Regions from separate parts of the Lactuca sativa genome. Here region 1 is linked to region 2. A link is a contact called in public Hi-C data. All regions are on one chromosome and are shown on one strand. The core of a region is the stretch at or near the end of the contact, and the rest is flanking DNA. Distances in the headings are between cores, read along the strand shown.

Evidence for each region. A called contact is a pair of places that touch in the nucleus more often than the background predicts.
Region 1: a Hi-C map of seed shows a contact between it and region 2, with 3 times the contacts expected there. The contact joins the promoter of LOC111909597 here to the promoter of LOC111909603 in region 2. A contact is called at or near these places in 2 of 4 Hi-C or Micro-C datasets (leaf and seed).

Annotation. Positions count from the first base shown.
Region 1 is chr8:104,103,385-104,106,701 of Lsat_Salinas_v11, forward strand. It overlaps LOC111909597 (cyclin-H1-1), which reads right to left and starts at 1,363. Exons shown (of 17, transcript XM_023905386.2): 1 at 1,204-1,363; 2 at 972-1,113; 3 at 222-314; 4 at 1-30. The coding sequence starts at 15.
Region 2 is chr8:103,915,287-103,918,604 of Lsat_Salinas_v11, forward strand. It overlaps LOC111909603 (NADPH--cytochrome P450 reductase 1), which reads right to left and starts at 2,054. Exons shown (of 17, transcript XM_023905390.3): 1 at 1,528-2,054; 2 at 1,365-1,424; 3 at 1,136-1,212; 4 at 716-773; 5 at 549-629; 6 at 414-450; 7 at 239-308; 8 at 1-154. The coding sequence starts at 1,884.

The DNA of each region.
Region 1 (3,317 bases), core at 113-2,612, 190 kb after region 2:
TAAAAAATCAGCCATGGCTGATTAGTAACTCTGCAAATTAGAAAGCAGAAGATCAATCTCCACTTGAATGAATAATTTCATAAATCTATATCATCATTTCTATATAATACTTCTGTTTAATTTCTTGAGATTCTAATCCATCAAAGCACAGATCATAACATTAAACATTGTTGTTCAAAAATAGCACACAAGATAAATGATCAAGAAAAGTTGGGACAAACCTGAATGTTGTGGTTATAACTTATAACACAGTTACAAGATGATAGTTTAGAAGTTGACACTGCTAAGAGTTGGAATCAAGGCTTCAATAGCTCCTATAAGAACAAAGTGTTACAAATTAAATAGGACACCCCAAAATGGAAAATGTGGCATCTTTAGTTCCACAAAGAGAGTCTAACTTCCATTCACAAGTTTCTTGATTAAAATTCTTTTAATCAGACTCAAAGGACAATAACTCTAAGCTGGAAATTGATTGGCCTACAAGACAAAGAATTTGTGTTGGCATTGCGAAAGGCTTGACATTCCTTCATGAGGAGTCCATGCTCGAAATGGTTCACAAGGACATCAAGGCTCAAGGTTTGTATCAAACAGAGATTTCTATTGAACAATCATCTTCCAGCTTAATCGACTTGTATCCCAATAGTAAAATTTCTGAACAATGTTCACTTGTACATAATGGAGTTTGTAGCATACTAGTCAAGTTCTTTATACTAGTTTTATAAGAAGAAGAAATCACCAGGTATTGAAACATGTCCGCCAATAATGAGTAGATGAGATGTTTATATTTCGGTTTGAGGATTTTGAATCTTACTGTGACAATAATACACTATGAAGCATATAGATTTATATTGAAGTGCATGTCCATATGTAACATATATTTTCTAAGCAGTAACCATTGGGAGTATACTTATCAATCGTTTTGTAATGGAGTTTGTAGTAAATTACACTCAAGAAGGCTAGAACTTACATACACATATTCACATTCAGAAATCAATTTCGTCTCTAACTCGATTCTGAAAGACTGAAACTTCAACTTCCGGCGATTCACAAAGAAATTCAGAAACCTCCGGCGATTCGAAATAAATTTCGGTTCGGATTCACTGATTATCGGTGCTATTTCAGAATGGACGAATTCAGAAATCAGAAAATAAGAAATAGAAGAAACAGAAGAAGCAAACAACAGATAACTAACAGATAACTAACCGTTGGCTTCTGGAGAAGTGGAAGTCCTTTGGAGTTTCCATAGAAATCGACTGAAGCGTTGATGACGCCTTCGAAATCGGAAACGCACGCTAGGTCTCGTCGTCTCGCTCCAGCTCCCTCTTTTGGATTGGCGCTCGCCTGGTTTGGTTAGATTGGGCCTTAGAACAATTAGCCCATTAGCCTTAAAAATAATGGGCTGTCACAACTCACAAATATAACTCGATATAACAAAATATAAAATACAGGCCCTTTGGTATTTGGGGGGATTGATCTCAACAAACGATACACATTCGTCGTCCAATTTGCTCCGACCCATGGGCCGGTCCTGGGTTTAATCACATAATTGATTTCACAAACGACACAACATTCGTCCATGTGTAATAGACAACATAAACCCAAAATTTTCACACAATGATCAAATAGATAAAGAAAGAAAAAAAAAAAAAAAACCCAAATCTCGATATATGTATATAGTAGCAAGTGATTGGAGTCTTGAGAGAAGATGAAACCCAAATTTGTAGAAGATTACTAATGAAGTGGTTATGTCCTTAAGAGACGAGTGATTGGTTCGTTTCGGTTGTTTTTGTTGCCAAGGTTGGGGATTTGATGCTCTATGTGATGGGTTTTATAAATAACAAAAAATTATTTTTGGCGGAAAACATAAAACCCTAAATTCGCATACACCCTAAAGGATATGTTCTCACTATGATATGCAAACAACAATTTGAATTTAAGAACCCTAAAATAGATTGCTATTTCGAAATTGGAGAAGGGTTATTAGAAAACATACATTTTAGTTTATTATTGTAAATAAACTTGAATTCCTTCTTTGTAGAACTTCAGAAAGTCAGCACCAGAAAATCACATAATATTTTTTGGACAAAAATCACGTAAATATTTTAATTTTGGACATTTCATGCAAGTTGAAAACTTTTTGGACCTTATCCAAAGTTTTTTTAATACCATAAGGACCAATGTTGTAGGTTTGTCTAGTTTGTTTGTGGAATTAATCACTATTAAAATTGAAAAAACTAATCTACCGTTTTAATTTGTTTTTCTATTTTCTTAAACATTTTTCCCTTTTATTTAAAATTTTAAAAGTAAACACAAATAGAGAGGGGCCTCACTTCTCTCTCTCTCTCTCTCTCTCTCTCTCTCTCTCTATATATATATATATATATATATATATATATATATATATATATATATATATATATATATATATATATATATATATATATATACTAGTTTATAACCCGTAGAACCACGGTTACAAAATTTATTAAATTTTCATCAAAAAACTTAAAATTATTAATCAATTATTTTAAATAAATTATTAATTACAAGGTATTTTTTATTTATATAAAATTATAAGTGTTGATTTAAATAAGTACGTGACTTTATAATCTGTATTAATTTAATTTTATTTTTATTCTAATGTTATTTAATTTAATGTAATTAAAGTGAAAATTTTAAAATTTAAAATTTGAAATGGAATTAATAGGTTGTCATATGACATGACATTAATTAGGAAGTTTAATAGTGTGACAAATGACAAAATGAGAATCAATCTATTCTTTTATTAGAATAGGAATAGGCCGTCGCCAATGGGGATTGAATGGGGAGTTTAATGGTGAAAAAGTGATGATATGACCATCCAATTGATTAAACCCACCATTGTAGCCTAAGTTTAATGAATGTGAGTTTAATGGGGATTGAACGGTGGTATGGATTATATATACATTTAAATTATATTTATTTAATTTATTTTATACAACAATTTTGATTTATTTTCTATTTATAATTTAAATTATTTTCTATTCAATAATATTGAGTCAATTAAAATGATATATTCTAACTTCGTAAGTAATTAAATTTTGTTTTATAGTTTACTTTTTAGTTATCTAAATAATAAGAAGTGGAAAAACATAAACAACCTTTTTAAATAAAAAAATTTACCTTTAATTTCGAATTATGTTAATATTTTAGTTTTATATATTAATAGTATTTAAAGAAAAATTATAATAAGATGGTGATGTGACAATCCATTAAACTTTAATAGAGTTGAATGAAGTGTGGAGTTTAATGACTAAAATGATATTCTTATTATGGAG
Region 2 (3,318 bases), core at 804-3,303:
ACCATTTGTTTGACTAAAATCTTCAGTTGATGTATCGAGTTTCTCATGAAACACAACTCTGTATTCAGGAATGACAGCTGTGTATGGAGTAGCAACACCTTTGTCATCTTCATCACGAAGCAATTGGTCCAATTCTGGCCACACTAACTCTTTCCTGAAGAATCAGGATTAGATAAAATGTTACAAATGGAATAAAAATGTTTATCTTTTTGAGAGGAAAAAGAAGTCTTTTAAATACCATGCAGTAAAATCATCTTCAATTGATTGATCATCATCTCCTAAGCCAACTGGAACAAGACGCTTTGCACCTGAAAATGGTGAAAAACATAAACATTAGAGATGCTACAAGAAATAAGAGAAGATTTGTTACTTGATAAGTTGATAATGGATAGAAATTAGCAAATTTAACATACCCTGATCTGCAAGACCATCATCAACCACTTTTGCAATCTATAAATAACACAAGCAATATAAGAAGATTCAGAAACTGATAATGCTAGAAGATGCTGAATGATTAAGAAGGTGGTGTGATAGTTATTGTTTGTTACCTTGTTGAAATGCTCATATTGTCTGTTGCCAAGACCAAATACTCCATAGTGAAGTTTGTTAAGACTAACTTTCTCTTCTGCCTGTATAAGGAACAAGAGGTTCTAAATCAATATCCAGATCGGGAGAGATTTGTGACATGAATCTAAAAGATGTATACAATGTTTACCTCAGTGAACCATTTATAAAATCTGGCAGCATTATCAGTTGGCTCACCATCTCCATATCTACACAAGAAGTTATCAAACAAGTTGAGTTAATAGGTAATTAGCAACCTGCTATAACCTTTGAGGTTGCTTCCTCTCACTACCCCATGAAAACTTCAACAGTTTTCTTTTTTGGATGACTAGGGAAGTTGAAACAATTGTTTATTATTTTCAAGATTTCCTGTTGAAGAGTGTTGCATAAGCAATCCTATTGAATAGTTCTATGCATCTGCTCCTTTTATTAATAAAGTCCACTTTCAGTTAGTCGAGTTACTTAATTGCCGGGTTCAGATCGATCCAATAGATTTCGATCCATGATTTAAGATAGTCAACGATTCTTTCAGAAAAAAGTAAAACAGATATAAATGGGTACAAAAGCTTACGTAGCCAAGAAGAAGAAAGCAAATGACTCCTTCTTTAGTTTCTCTTCGTACTCCTCGTCATCAACAGCGTAATCATCCTGCATATTGAAAACATAATGATAATTATGATCCTTGATTCAACTAGCAGTAAAATTCAACGTTTCTAAGAATCAAGGACTTTAAGATCGAGTCACAAGAATTATTATGTACCATATGCATCTGAATCTGTACTCTAAAAGTCAACACTCACCAAATCGATTACTTTAAAGGAGGCCTTTTCATATCGCACTTTAGCTTCTTCAAAGAGTGCCTTCAAAACAAGAGGAATCGATGTCAAAAAAACGCGAAAACCTTTATATTGACCAAAATTTCAAAAATGTCAAGAGACATGCGAATCAACATCGATAGTTCACCTTAGCGAAACCTTCCGCCGTTCCAGTCTGCGTTCCGAAGAAAATCGTAACCTTCTTCTTACCATCATCAACCTCCTCTTCCACCCGTCTCTTGGGTATAACGATCTTCGGTTGCTCCAATTCCTTAACCGACTTATTCGTAGATCTCTTCCACACCAAAACAACAAAACATCCTACCAAAACAGCAACCGACGTGGTCAGTATCACCAGCAGCTCACGATTTTCCAGAATCATCGCCAAAGCCGGCGGCATCGTTGAGTCTCCGCTATCCGATCCGTTAACTGTGCCAATAAGTTTCCCCTTCAGAGCTGCGGTCAACAAATCAAACAGCGACGTTTCGACGGACTCCGATTGCATTTCTCCACTAACTCAACCTGATTCAACTGACCACACAAGTCCTCGCCGGCGATTCAGAAAGTGAGCGCTGATTTAGAGAGAGAAATTGGAAAGAAAAGAGAACTTTGTTGAACTTTCTCTCTCTAGTTTCTCTCTCTAACGCTTTGTGTTGGGTGTGGTTGAGAGATACGTCTGGGCTTGAAGAGGGGTTTTTATGGGGGAGAGAGGAGGCACCGAGACAACACGCCTACCAAACCAGAATGGTCAAACACACCTAACCCATGATTAACCATGGTTATGTTTTTATATTTTTATTCATTTAACAAAATAATATTTTATTATAATCGCCCTTAAAATCACATATGGCTTCGATCATATTGGTATTATTATTTCTATTCCATTTAAATTAAATTAATAATGATCTAAAAAAGAAATATACATAAAACTTACTATATTTTTAACAATTTTTGAGATTCGACAATTATATATAAGTTTTATTAATAGAAACCATTTAAACTTGATAATTTTTATATTGTTATTTTAACCTTCTAAAACAAATTAAAATGTTATAATATTATATATATATATATATATATATATATATATATATATATATATATATATATATATATATTCTCAAAGTTTAATTTTTCACTAAATGTCATTTTTAAATAAATCTTTAATAACAGGACAAGTATGTATATCGCTCTCGAAGGGAGGGTGAGAAGGTGTTCACCATACCTCACATTTCCCCAACAAACACAATTGAAGTTCCTTCTGTTTTTATGTACTCTTTTTAATCTATTATAACATCTTAAAGTTCTTTTACATAAAAATCTAATATACTCATAATTTTATCTATATCTCATAAGAGATTTGAACTTCCAACTTCGAGAAGGAAGCAACATTTGATATCATTGAGTTATAAATCTTTTGGTTTATATCAAGTTAAAATGGTTATAATATATATATTCTTTTTGTTGTCAAAGTTTAATTTTTCATTAAATTTTGACAATTTTCTATTAATTGTTTTAACATATTATAGCGGGTCAAAGTAGATGATATAGAAAAATATCAAACTTATAACTTTTATTGATAATATTGAAATAGAGTAGTTAAAATACATAAATAAAATAGTGTTTTTTTTTAATCTATTGTGCCCTAATTTAAAAAAAAAAAAAAAAAAAAAAAAAAAAAAAAAAAGTGAAATCGGACCTTTTAGTCCTTTACAATGCATATGAGAAGTGAGAGCGTGTTCCATCATTTGTTTTTATTTATAGGTTCCATTATTTGTATAGTTTATCAGAAGGAAAATTTGCTGGTAGATCCCTTATTCCCTACACTTGTAACAGGTTTGCATGTAAGTCCCTAAACGAGCGATTCAGTAGATTGTAACACTATTTCGATGTGAGGAGTATTTTGATAAAGGTTACTGGTTATAATGGTAACATATTT